Linked DNA regions of Mus musculus: regions 1 and 3 are each linked to region 2. The links are chromatin contacts, called in public promoter capture Hi-C maps. All regions are on one chromosome and are shown on one strand. The core of a region is the stretch at or near the end of the contact, and the rest is flanking DNA. Distances in the headings are between cores, read along the strand shown.

What was found. Promoter capture Hi-C pulls out the DNA fragments that hold promoters and counts their contacts.
Region 1: a promoter capture Hi-C map of the HPC-7 cell line shows a contact between it and region 2. The contact joins the enhancer-like site here to the promoter of Clec4d in region 2. A contact is called at or near these places in 5 of 39 promoter capture datasets (the HPC-7 cell line, embryonic stem cells, hippocampal neurons and 2 more).
Region 3: a promoter capture Hi-C map of neutrophils shows a contact between it and region 2, with 3 times the contacts expected there. The contact joins the promoter of Apobec1 here to the promoter of Clec4d in region 2. A contact is called at or near these places in 1 of 39 promoter capture datasets (neutrophils), 1 of 484 Hi-C or Micro-C datasets (bone marrow-derived macrophages), 2 of 115 datasets of contacts at active chromatin or transcription factors (bone marrow-derived dendritic cells and bone marrow-derived macrophages) and 2 of 9 other capture datasets (bone marrow-derived macrophages and macrophages).

The regions. Positions count from the first base shown.
Region 1 is chr6:124,199,181-124,203,845 of GRCm38.p6, reverse strand. Vmn2r27 (vomeronasal 2, receptor27) reads left to right here. Exons shown (of 6, transcript NM_001104642.1): 4 at 3,123-3,347. Among named protein-coding and RNA genes, the nearest start is that of Vmn2r27, 30 kb to the left of the region's middle. Within about 2 kb of position 1,510, at least 35 of the 459 cell types and tissues checked have an H3K27ac peak or open chromatin away from gene starts, as enhancers often do. A contact at or near this core is called in the HPC-7 cell line, where this site is marked.
Region 2 is chr6:123,260,134-123,264,735 of GRCm38.p6, reverse strand. It overlaps Clec4d (C-type lectin domain family 4, member d), which reads right to left and starts at 2,629. Exons shown (of 6, transcript NM_010819.4): 1 at 2,374-2,629. The coding sequence starts at 2,401.
Region 3 is chr6:122,601,176-122,605,820 of GRCm38.p6, reverse strand. It overlaps Apobec1 (apolipoprotein B mRNA editing enzyme, catalytic polypeptide 1), which reads left to right and starts at 3,377. Exons shown (of 8, transcript NM_001134391.1): 1 at 3,377-3,564. Gdf3 (growth differentiation factor 3) reads left to right here. Exons shown (of 2, transcript NM_008108.5): 2 at 1-418.

The sequences.
Region 1 (4,665 bases), core at 261-2,760, 940 kb before region 2:
TCCTTTTTAACTTCTTGAAAGTTTGTTGTTCTGAAGTCTACTTTGTCTCTCTTTAATACACTATGTCCAACTTTCTTTTGATTAGTATTAACACAGTATACTCCTGCATGCCTTGTTAATCCACTGTTGTCTCTTTCTTCCTCCTTTCAATTGTTTGAGTATTTTCTTCTTGCACACAATGTGTTTCTATCTAATCCACTTCTTGCTTCCTCTCATACACTTTCTCCCTCATCCATATCACCTATCTTCCCAGCTACATGTGCTCTGTTTTGTTAAGCCCAGTGAGTCAACTTAGGTCTACACAATATGCATGAATTAAGGACCATGTATTCTAGCAGTGGTAAGCTTACACTTCCTCTATAGCAAAGGGACACTTACTAACCCTGTTGATTTCATGTTAACTAGCACACAGTGAAGTATTGGCAGCTTTTTGTTGTCAGGTTGAGTATTGTGTTTTATTCCAACGCATTTCTGTTTCAAATTCATGCATTGAGAGAACTCACCTTGAATTGATTATTAATCTTTTAATATGAATATCATGTGGGGATTTTCTATTTGTGGGCAGTTGATCTTTGTTATCTTTTCTTTATCTGATTTTTTTAATTTTTAAAAAAATTCTTTTGACTTCTTTAGATTTAATTGAATATTTTTTATTGTAGTTTTTCTTATGTAATATCAGTTATAGATTAAAAATTCTGGTGGTTTTCTAATATGTTCAAGACACACTTAAAATTATTGCTTGTCAGCAATGCTGGGTCATTCGACAACCTTTTTGCTTTCTCTTTCCTATTTGTTGTAACTGTGCTGTCAAGCATTTCATTTATATAAAGATGTAGCTATGTGGTATTATTTCCACTTTGTGGTTTTGATCAGATTATAGTCTACTACATAAACAAAGAAAATACAAAGCTCTATTTTACTATGGCATTCTGCTTTACTGCTCTTTTCTTTATATCAGTTTAATTTTCTAGCTTATACAATTTTCCATTTCTCTGAAAGTTTCCTTTAACATTACTACAAGGCTGGAACATGATCAAAATATTATTACTTTGTATTTTTATCTCAGGTCACATCTATTTGCCCTTCACTTTAAGAGGACAATTTTGCTGATTCAATCTTATGTGTTAATCATAGTCCTCTCTAAGGAAAAGGTGTTTTTCACATTTATTTTTCAGAGAATTTGTTTATTTGCTTTTTTTATTTTAAATTATGAGGTTAGATTTAGTTGTTTTTAATATCCATCCTATATACCCTATTAAAATTATGCATTCTTTGACAGCTACATATAAGCTTACAATAACATAATATCATCTGTTCATTCATACTTCCTCTATCCCTTCTTTCTCTCCATCCTCACAGATCCCTCAGTCTCTCGCTATGTCTCTATCATATATGGACATATTTTTTTTTCATGACCCGCTGCATTTATGACCCAAAGGCCTTCCATGTGGGCATGAGCATGCAGCTATCTACTGATGCAGAAGGAAGTCAAAAGGGGTGGTGAAATAGGGAAGTGAAAAGGGGTGGCTGATGACAATGATTTCCTCTCCTTTAGAATCACTTGGTTTCTAACATTGCTCACGTGAGTGGCTCGGCCCCAAAAGCCACCAACCTCATCTTTGGTTAAATATTTTTATGGCCTCAATCTTTTGCTGGTCTTATACAGGCAAACTTAGCCCCCACAAGCTCATGAGTGCCATTACCATTTCACACCTAACAGATAACATTTCATGGATCTCCTACCCAGCATCTGGCTCTTGCATTCTCTCCATCCCCTCTTTCACAATGTTTCCTGTGCTTTGGGAAAAGTCACATGGCTGTCACATTTAAATATTAGCACTCAATACTAATTTTTTCCAAACAGTAATATTCTGGGCAAAGAGAAGATTCTTAGATATAATCTGACAATGGCAGTATTCTATTTGTGTAAATATGCAGGATGCAATTCCATAATGTGTCTTCTGGGCCAAACAGAAGAAGTTGGCTCTGCCATAGGACCACTGATCTCCCCAGACATGGATGTTGAATAAGTTTTCACTAACACATGTGAGTCCCTCTTGTAAAGAAGTCCTCAAATACAATCACTTAGCAGTTGCTTATCTTTGTAATAGTTGTGTCAGTATTTCTCCAGTATGCAAATTGTGTCTGGGAAGTTGGTATTATAGAGTGCATGGTCCACAATTGGGAAAGGCCTCTGCTGACTTTTCTTCCCCAGTTCAGCTCCTGCCAGTGAGAAATAGGTCAGAAATACAGACAAGGAGAACAGACAGTAGGGAGAAAGTTTTCACCTTAGTTCCAGCCTCCCTTCTGTGTCCTGCAGCAAAGGTGTGCTGTGTCTTAAGGAATAGGGTCTTACTATCTGCTTTTTAGTATAACCAAGGGCAATGATCACAACCTGCATACTCTTGGGGTCTTTTGGGGATCTTCCTAACTGCCACAGGGATTTTAATAGATAATAAACTGTAATAATTCTGTTTAAATTCTTTTTAAATTAGGTTTTACTTTGTAACTAGCTCAAAGTTTTGCTTTATGTGTGACTTCATACATCTTCAGGTTTGGTTAACTTACCGCATTCTATTCTCTCTGACTCTCATCCGTCTTTGCAGCTCTCTATGACATGACTCTATGCATTTCTATAGCACATGTGTTCTGCTTTCCCATTCTGCCTTATTTACAACAATCACATTTTAAAATTTGAAATTTTCATTTTAGTAGAACTCTCTTAAATAATTTATAGTTGTGAAAAATTGCAGTTTTCCCTGAAAAACAAGTATGCAAAAAGTTTAACATACCTCATTCAAATTGTTCTTATTTTTCAAAAAATAAAAAATTAGAATCTGGTGGACAGAGTCCTCCTTCCATTACCAAGTGACTGAAAAATGTTCAGTTTTCAAATTTGAATAGTGGTGACAGTGTTGGTAAATAGTATATGACTATGCTACTGTGTGCATAGAGCACTACTGCTACCATGTATTAGCCCTGTGATAAATGTTTGATAAACTGAACACTGATGAAAGTCACAGGAACATACATTCGTAGAAAGAGAGGGCAGTTAAAGTAGCCAGGTTTATGTGCTTCTCAGTGCTTACAGTGCAAGCTCTGATCACTATTTTCTCTTTTAGCTCCATCCATTCTTACAAAATGGCCAGTTCGTGAGACTCTCCAATGAGGAGAACATTGTGAACAAGGAGGGTTCAGCAACCAAACTTGACATCTTTAATTACCAGTCTCTGCAGAGCGGTACTGAAGGTCATGTGAAGGTTGGTGAATTTGTCTTCGAACCTCACAGAGTTCAGCATTTGTCCCTAAATGAAGAACTTATAAGGTGGGGTGAATACCACAATATGGTGAGTATTCTTGAAGTCATCACTGTGTGCTGCTCTCAGAGTGGAATTCCTCAGAGAACAGGGTTAAGGGATTGCTGAGTGCCATCAGTCTGAGAGTGCCCTTACTTCATCCATTCTAATGGTGAATACCAGAACTTTTTGCCTGCATAATCACTGTAAGAATTACTTTGGGATAATTATTCAGATGGTTTCATCCTTGTAATGAACAGATATACTCATGGCCTACCTATAAAAAAAAAAGAAAAAAAAACAACATCTTGGTCAGTTTTCTGGATGGATCATACATGTCAAGGCTCTAGTGGAACTGCCTTTTGTAAATAAATAAAGGCATGTGGACAAAACCAGTCTCTGCAAATGAGGATTTAAATATAAATAATAATAAATATAAATATAACTTTTATTTTCATGAAGTTAATTGTCATCTCTGAGGCTTAGTTCCTCCATCTGCTAACCAAACCCTATTTCTAGATGCTTCTAGACTCCTTACAATTTATTCTAGGCCTAGAATGTTTACAGCCTTTGAGACTTAGTGCTGAATAAGCTTACCCTCTCTATCTCTTTCTGAGTTCAGGCTTGCTGGTTCAACTCAGCTCTTCAGGCTTAAACCCTTCTACAAGTTGACTGGTTCAGTCTGACTTCTAGTCTCTGACTGAATTTCCTCTGCTTGGCCTCATTATACCTGTGGAAATATGTTCTAATCTTTTGGCTCCTTTTCATATTCTTACTGTTTCTGTCTTTTCCTGTGTTTAGCTTGTTCCTTCTGCAACCTGTCTCTGTACAACTGTCCCAGAAAAACTCACTGTGCTCCCTTCCCTGCAAAACTCATGCACTGTTTCTCTAAGGGGTTGATCGAATCCATTTAGGAAGGACTATGGCAAGCAAGCAAGATTTCTGGAGAGAGCCCAAAAATCTTCTGGATAACTGCAATGGGTACACCCTGAGAGGCAAAGACCCCTGAGACTTTGACTCAGATATTACTTCTCTTTCCTCTCACCATTCTCTTTCCTCTCACTATTTCTTCTCACTATTACATAGCTTAATGATTTCCTGGTGGTTTACCTATCCTATTGGGTAGATTTCCTGTGGAATCAATATGAAGATGTACTTTCATGTAGTAATGCTGGGTAGAAGAATTGATGATTTCCTAATTGCTAATCATGGTTTTATATAGCTTCTAAATTGATACAAGTGTTCTTAAGTGCCCTACAGAATAGAAGTTGCAAGTAGAGTTGTACAAAACTTCACGTGCCTTGGACTAATAGTGCAAGGTTTGGAACAAATTAATGATCAAGTAAAAAATTTTTATTCAACTATAGAT
Region 2 (4,602 bases), core at 1,380-3,879:
CCTTCGCTGGGGCATCAAACCTCCACAACACCAAGAGCCTCCCCTCTCATTGATGTCAGACAAGGCCATGGTATACTACATATATATCTGGATCTAGAGCCCTGGATCCCCACCCCGTCCCCCCCCCCTTCCCTGTACACTCCTTGGTTGGTGCTCTATGCCCTGGGAGCACTGGGTGGTCCAACCAATAAGCAGCAAATTTAATCTATTGAAATTTTAAGTGGTCACCAAACAAAATGAAAGTATGCCCCATCCAGGAACTATGAACTAAAATAGTGTGGCAAGATTTTCATATCTATTCAAAAAGCGTAATGAAAGAAAGCGTGCAGTGTGGGCATGGCTGAGATAAAGTACTCAAGAGAGAGAGAGAGGGCTGTGTTGCTGAGTGTAGAAAGGAAAAGTAAACCCGGAGAAACATCAATGAGCAGCATTTATTCACTCTTAGCTATGTATGTTCCTCTGTGTGTGTGTGTGTGTGTGTGTGTGTGTGTGTGTGTGTGTCTGTGTATGTGTCTGTGTGTGTGTGTCTGTGTGTGTGTCCATGTGTGTGTGTCTGTGTGTGTGTGCACGTGCGTGTGCACGTGTGTCCTGGTGCACGTGTGGAAGTCAGAAGACAACCTGTGGCAGTTTGTTCTGTCCCTGCACTGTGTGGGTCCTCAGGCTTGAGGCAGGTGCCTTCACCTACTGAGCCACCTTGCTGGCCCAGCATTTATCCATTTGTAAATGCACTACATTTGCTGTAACAACTTCAGTCTAGAACTCCATGACCCAGAAATAACTGAATTTATTTGTATAAAAAAAATTAATTCTTGCACTGTTTTTTCTGCCAGGTCTGGTGCAACAGGAATATAATGCCAACTACTCAGGAGGCGAGGTGAGAATTACAAATTCAAGAGCTACCTGGGTTATGAAAGGAGTTCAATTCTAGCCTAGGATACACAGTGATAGTCTGTGAAGAAATTAAAAATAAAGAAAGGGCTGGGTGTGTATAGCTCAGGGTGGAGCACTTACTTCTCTAGCATGTGGTAGACACTGCTTCCAGTCTCCAACACAAAATAGTAACCAAAAACAAGCAAGCAGAACACACACACAAACACACACACAAACAAACAAGAAAACAAAACAACCAGGTTTTTTGATAGAGCATGGTCCTGGTGAAGTTAGCTCTAGTAGACTGGTGAGATTAAGCAAGATTTAAATTGTAAGCATAATTTAACATTTTCCAATGTATTTATTACTATAACATCTTTTATTTATTACTTGGTAATTTCAAACATCTAGGCACTGTATCTTGATCATTACCATCCTCAAGCTCCACCCCCATCTCACCCTCCCCCTCCCATCCCCAGGAATCCCCTACATGTTCCCACTTCCCTTTTCACGTTCTCTCCTTTGCTGCCTTGTCTCTGTAATCCACTCAGTCCACTAAGTGCTGTCTACTGGAATGTTGACTGATCTTGTTAGTTTAATCTTATGCCAAGTCTTGTGCAGGTGACAATAGCTACTAGGAGTTCATGGCTGCAATGGCCATGTCTTATCCAAAAGATGTATCAATAGCTTGCTTATAAGTAATATAATATAATTACTATAATAAAGCATTATTTCACAGTCTCACAGTGCAGATCCAGTAGCATCCTTTAAATCAATCGGGAAACCAGGGAGAGTCTCTGGCATACTATGAGCCTACATCTATATGTTCTATGTACTATTTTTCTCTCTTCTTGTCAAAGGAATCTTCCAAAGTATTTAATTCTCCTTTTCATTTTATCTCATTTCTTTTTAAAATATACTTTATCTCCCCTCTTGCTTCTATCTGATTTTAGGATCTCCTTTCCTTGGTCTTAGCATCTGTTACACAGCTTACCAGGAATCAGCCATGTCCTTTGTCTCCATCAAGGCCATCCTCATTGTGTTCTAATACCCCTCTTCTTAAATCTTTACACTGCCATCAATTCACATTTTAAAATTATAGTCATGAGTACTTAATCTAGTTAAATGTGAAAAGGGCTGAGCATGATCACATATCAACTAAAGACTCAGCCCTCAAAAGTTGGAAGAAAGGAGGTCAAGTCTGAGGCAATCCCAGGCTACACAGAAAATTCAAGACCAGCCTGTGCTACGTAACAAAACTTTATCTTGAAGAAGGAAGAGTTAAGAGAAAGAGGGGCGAAAGACAAGGAGGAAGAGGAGGACCATGGGAAGAAAGGAAGGGGAGAAGAGAAAGAAAGTAGGAGGGGGAAGTGGATGGGTGGATAAATGATTGATAGATAGGTAGATAAATAGATAGATAGATAGATAGATAGATAGATAGATAGATAGATAGACAGACAGACAGACAGATAGACAGATAGACAGATAAAGAGAGAGACTCACATTTCATTTGGGATTCTTCCAGCCACATTATGTGTGTCAAGAGATTCCAGTCTGCTTTTTACTTCTTGCCCAGAGTGTATATTTCCATCACAAGTATCTCTTCAGAAACATTTAAGATTGGACATCAATACATCTGTCTTATTCTGGTAAGATCAGTAAGTGTTCAGTACAAGAGAGCCAAGTGAAAAAGAATAAATCTTAAAAACAGAGTTTCCTCTAATGTACTAGAACACAGGGAGCAAAGAGGAAAAGGAAATTGAGAAAGCAACCCCAAAGCCAGTAAAAACTTCCAGAAGTGTGTCATGTAAGATTTCTCAATGTGTTTTTGCTACTCATATGTCATGTTTTCAAAGGTAGTTTGAGGTAAAATGAGGCTTAGAAAGTTCTCTAGCTCAATGAAATATGTCCAAAATAACAATGAACAAAGCTTTTAACATAGATTTTGTGCACATGGTGCATGTAAAGACATGAAATCCTTTGCTTTAGAACAGAGGAAGAAGTTGGTGAAGCCACTGATTAGATTTCAACATTTTCTCAGGTAAGTGAAAGTAGGCTTGTTACGGCAAAGGAAGAAAAGGTTGTATGATAGACACTATTGTGATCTCTGGTTCCACCTACAGGATTATTAAAGAATGGACATTTGTGTTCCTCCAAACTTTATTCGTTGAAGCCATAAACACTTCTGTTGGTGTTTAAAGGTGGAACCCAGGGAGGTCACTAGAGTTAGCTAAGTTCGTAAGTGGGGAGTCCTTATGATAAAACTACCATGCTTAGAACTCTGTCTCCTCTCACCCTCGTCTCATCTCTCTCCTCTTTCTTCTCTCTTCTCTCCTCTCTCCTCTCCCCTCTCCCTAGTCCCTTCTCTCCTCTACCCTCTCCTTACTCCTTCTCCTTTCCCCAACCCCTTCTAGAATACTGGGACACAGCAAGAGAGCAGCCTTCTCCAAGCTTAGAGAAGGGATCCCACCACAAAGAGACCTTGCACATATAGCCCCCATATATTCATGAGAATAAATATATACCATGCATCTATAGCACTGTTGTTGTGTCTGAACTCAATTATCATAAATACCCAGCAGCTTAGAAATGTTTCTTAAAGTCTATTGTACAGCATATAACACCTTTCCTGATTTTTTTTTTCCTTAGCGTCATAGGAGGCTTGGAGAAAGTAAGATCTGAGTTCTTATTGTGTATTATTCTTGTGTCAAAATTAGCAAAGTGATGGGCCTGTTGGCTAAATTCCATAATTTTCCTAGATAACAGACAGCAAGTTTATCAAGGGGGAAGCAGCAACAAAATCAGAAACAAAACTGAAAATCAGATTCTAAGCTAAGAAATCTTTACAAATGGTAAAAGGCAAAATGGACATCTTGATAGGTCTCCAAAAACAAATTTAACTTCAGTTAACAAAAATAATTTATTTCATTATGACAATGAAATATTTGATTATTATTTGAATGTATAAGGCTCACTATGGATTCACAATTATTCAGAGAATAAATAATTCATATGTCATAAAACATAAATAAATGTTATAGATGTCATCCGTTTTCAATGGATCTCATTCATCAAATAATTATGATTATGCACATTAAAATATGTATTATTTTCTTAAATGAAGACTACATACATATTTCCAGTATAGCTATATAGTGTTTTGTTTTTGTAAAATTAAATAACAGATACAAGAAATTATAAGGCAAGCGATTGTGGGCAGATGAGTCCATTCTGTACTCAGAACAGAAAAGGCCAACATGTGTAAGCCATTACACCTAATAACAGGAAGAGGAAAAAGCCAGGCACCCACACATAGTGAAGGTTCATAATGTACAACAAAAGGGAGTCAAATACATTCATCAGAAGAGTTAACAATGCAGGCTTTCCTCCAGAAGATAAATCCCCAATGTGGCCCTCTGGGTTGTGGCCTTGTGGTTTGGGAAATTGGCAATCAGTGACGCACATAACACGAGCCGGTCATGCATAAGCACATCATTGTGGAAGAGACAAAAACTGCTAAGTCATCTAAGAAATATTTGATTGTATCATCACTACATTATTTGGTAAGCTATTGAGTAAATAGTGGTCCCAGGCTCCAGGTAAGATAGGTTTCTAGAGAGAGCTGGGAAAGGATACAGAGGGTGCTAGAGGTGGGGCAGGTATAGCTGCTGACAGATTGGCACAGGTCTGCCTAGGTGAGAAGAACATATTCAAGCAAGCTCTTATTGTGGG
Region 3 (4,645 bases), core at 2,128-4,627, 660 kb after region 2:
TTAAGATTTTAAAATTATTTTGAGAAAATATAACATAGAAAAATTTACGTGAGCTTTAAAAATGTTCACTTGTTTGTTTTATGTGTGGGTGCTTGTGTAAGTGCACGGTGTACATGCAGGAACCCGTGGCGGCCAGAAGAGGGAGTCAGATCCCCTGAAGTTACAGGTGATCATGCGTCTCCTCCATGTGGATGCTCAAGTGGGTCCTGCACAAGAGCAGGCAGCGCTCTTACTGCTGAGCCAGTTCTTTTTTCTGTGTAATCCTGGCAGTCCTGGAACTCACTCCGTAGACCAGGCTGGCCTCGAACTCAGAAATCTGCCTGCCTCTGCCTCCCAAGTGCTGGGATTAAAGGTGTGCGCCACCACCGTCTGGCTTCCTGGGGTTTTCTTAATAAATTTACTTCAACTGAATTATTACAGCAAGATTTTGTTAAGGTGTTTGAATAGATATTGGATTATGTGTACACGTGTTTGATACTTTCCTATCCTTTTTTTAAAGGAATTATTTATTTATTTTTTGTATATAAGTACACTGTAGCTGTCTTCAGACACACCAGAAGAGGGCATCAGATCCCATTATAGATGGTTGTAACCTACCATGTGGTTGCTGGGAATTGAACTAAGGACCTCTGGAAGAGCAGTCAGTGCTTTTAACCTCTGAGCCATCTCTCCAGCCCCCTATTTTTTAAAAAATAATTTATATATATAAATATATGTATTATAAAATTATATATAGAAATAATTCTATTTTATGTGCATTGGTGTTTTGACTGTATATATGTCTGTACAGGGTGTCAAATCCCTTGGAACAGGAGTTATAGACAGTTGTGAGCTGCCAGGTGGATGCTGGAACCTGACCCTGGGAGAGCAGCCATTGCTCTTAACCACTGAGCTGTCTTTCCAGCCCAATTCTTTCTTCTTCTAATTAGCTAGAGCTGACAGCTTGGCACAGCCCAGAGTTATTATCTCAGGGAGACTCAATGGGGAATTGCCTTGATCAGACCGGCATTCGGGTTATGTCTGAGGACATCTTATTGATGGTTGATTGATGTGAGAGGGCCCAGCCCACTCTGGGCAGTGCTACCCCTGAGCAGGTGGACCTGGGGTGTATAAGAAGAAAGCTGAGAGGCTAGAGAGATGGCTCAGTAGTTAAGAGCATGCGCTGCTCTTGCAGAAAACCAGAGTTCAGTTCCCAGCTCCCATGTACTCTAGTGCCAGTAAATCTCACACACACACACACACACACACCTAAAAATAAAATAAATAAATAAATAAAATAAGGAAGAAAAGAAGAAAGAAAAGCAGGTTGAGCAAACCATGAGGGAAAAGCCAGTATTCAGCATTTCTCCATGGTCTCTCCCCTTCAGTTTCTGCTTCCTGTTCCTCTTTTAAGTTTCTGCTCTGACTTCTCTCAGTGATGAATTGTTCTCTGGGGTGTAAGATGAAAGAAGTCCTTTCTTCTCCAGGCTGTGTTTGTTTGTTTGACACAGCAATAGTAAAGCAAAGCAGGACCTTTCTATAAAAGTTATTAAAAGGGAGGCTGGAGAGAAGGCTCAGCAGGTAAGAGGTGACTGTGGCTAAATTTTGTGCACTGGAGTTCAGAACCCAGCAACTATGTAACAAGCCTGGTGTTCTGCAAACACCTCTCACTTTGGTTCTGAGGGGTCCTACACTCTCTTCTGTACACACACACACACACACACACACACACACACACACACACATCTGGACTTTTTGTTTATGTGAGACAGGGTTTCTGTGTAGTCCTGGCCATCCTGGAATTCTCTCAGTAGGCTATGCTGGTCTTGAACTCAGAGATCCGCCTGCTTCTGCCTCCCATGTGCTGGGATTAAAGGCGTGCACCACTATCGCCTAGTTCAAAAATCATTCTTTTTATACATCTGTAATCCCAGCACTTGGGAGACAGAGGTAGGTGGAACTCTGAGTTGAGGCTAGCGTGGTCTATATAGAGAGTTATAGACAGCCAGAGCCACATAAAGAAATCTTGTCTCAAAAAGTAGGAGAAAAGAAGAAGAAAAGAAAAGAAAAGAAGAGGAGAGAAAAATAGTAAAAACCTTGTTGAAAGGATATTGGTGGGGTGGCCCACACCTTTAATCCCAGCACTCAGGAGGCAGAGGCAGGTGGAACTCTGAGTTGAGGCTAGCGTGGTCTATATAGAGAGTTATAGACAGCCAGAGCCACATAAAGAAATCTTGTCTCAAAAAGTAGGAGAAAAAAAGAAGAAAAGAAGAGAAAAATAGTAAAAACCTTGTTGAAAGGATATTGGTGTGGTGGCCCACACCTTTAATCCCAGCACTCAGGAGGCAGAGGCAGGTGGATTTCTGAGTTTGAGCCAGCCTGGTCTATAGAGTGAGTTCCAGGACAGCCAGGGCTACAGAGAAACCCTGTCTGGCGGGGTGGGGGGGGAGAAAGAAAGAAAAAAAGAAAGGAAGGAAGGAAGGAAGGAAGAAAAAAAGAAAGGAAGGAAGGAAGGAAGGAAGAAAGAAAGAAAGAAAGAAAGAAAGAAAGAAAGAAAGAAAGAAAGAAAGAAAGAAAGAAAGAAAGAAAGAGAAGGGACCAGACTGAAGCCATTTTGAATAAAACTTTCATTTTGAACAGAGGTCAAATAAGTTTAAGTTCCCAAGACCTCAGTGTTGAACTGACATCCTGTCTGGCAAGTTGAGACATGATTGCTAGGCAAGTCTCCCACCACAGTCGAATAAACCAAACAGTAGGAACAGGATGAATGTACCACAAAGACAAGTTCCTAGGGAAGACTTCTATCCCTAGATCCTAATTTGTGGGATAACTTGGCAGACTTATTTATTTATTTATTTTTAGATTTTTACACCCTAACATTTGGATACCAAACGCTAACCTACTTGAGCCCTTAAGCTGAATTAGCAGCACCTCGGACTGTTTTTCAGTCATCTGGACTCCCGGAGGTGAGCCTGTATTCTGCTTTCTGGTGGAGCCTCTCTAGGACCCAAGAAAGGAGAAAGTGGACGCAGCACTGCTCCGAGGGTCAGAGGAGGACAGGAGACGGCCCGCTTTTCACTGGTTTCCACTGAGGGAACATTTGCTTCTGGTTCTGGGCATGCTGGATTGCCCATGTCTGTCAGTCTGTGTCTGTGGTTTCATTTAGTTTGAATGTTGCTCTGTGTTTTATATCTGGAAAAACGGGCCAAAGTTCATCTGCTGGTTGTTCACCTCTTAGTATTTACCCATCTCAAGGATTTTCGGGGGGGGGTGTGGGGGGAAGCGGCCGAATCGGGACAACAACAACAATAATAATAACAACAAAAACTGATAAACTGGCACTGTGCCTGCAGCTGAGAGTCCTGCACTGCTGGTAAAGCCCCGCCTCCTGCTCGCCTGATGCAAACCCCTGCCGCCTGATCTAGCTGTTCGAGTTTCTCTAAAAGCGAAACCAGCAGCTCTTAAGCTTTCTGTGGTCAGGAAGCCGGTGCCTACTCCCGCTACAGAACCACGGTGCCCATGAGCGTTGGATTCTGCAGGCAGCAACAGCAAGGCGCTCCTCCCTTGAAATCAGATCAGGAAGAAGTAAGGGAAGTTTTGTCTGTTTTTGAATGTATAAATGTATGTGGCCAGTGCGTGTTTGCTTCTGACTGTTCTGTGTTCTGTATGTATTGGTTATAGATCATTGGCTCATAAGTCGTTGGATATGGTTAAAAATTTTTAGTATCTGTACCAAAAAGTTAACTTAAAACCAGTAACTCAGGGTTGGAGCCATTGTCCAACACATGGGATGGACCAGCCAAGGAAACGGGTCTCCAAAGATACTTTTAAATTGGAATAAGATTTTTATATAATTTCTGATCTGTCTTAAAAACCAAGTTTATAGAAAAAACTAGGAGGTATTTAAGCTGTATCTCCATGCGTTCTTATACAAGAACTTTTCTTGCTGTCAACTAAACTTTGTAACATAAAAATAACCCACTTATAATAACTTATAATAACTAACCCCTTTATAATAAAACACTAAGTTGCTTATACTGTTAAAATTTGGTTTTGTCTTCTAAGAATTACGGTTTGTGCTCCATGTCTTCATTCTTTAAAAAGGTACTTTGTTTTTCAAAAAACACACAATTGAGAGATTTTAAACTACTTTAACGAAAATTTTGGAATTTTACAAAAAATCAAAACTGGACATTTTAAAAACAGCTTTTAAAAAATGTTTTCATTTATAAATCTATGAAACATTTTAAATTTTATCAGATATTTTATTGTAATGTCTTTATTAGTATGTTATCTTTATTAATGCATAAATAAAAGACTAAAAATTAGGGTCACAGCTTAACACCAGAGACTGAAAAATTCCTGTCTTATGAGGCAATAAAACAATGACCATAGTCAGTCTGGTGAAGAACTCGGATACTAAAGTATTATAGCATTAAAAAAAAATTGAGAATCACTGGCTTAAAATTATGTTTCAAGATATAACTTAAAACAAATAGGGCTGGAGAGATGGCTCATCGGTTAAGATCACTGACTGCTCTTCCAGAGGTCCTGAGTTCAGTTCCCAGCAACCACATGGTGGTGGCTCACAACCATCTGTAATGGGATCTGATGTCCTCTTCTGGTGTGTCCGAAGACAGCGACAGTGTACTCATATAAATGAATC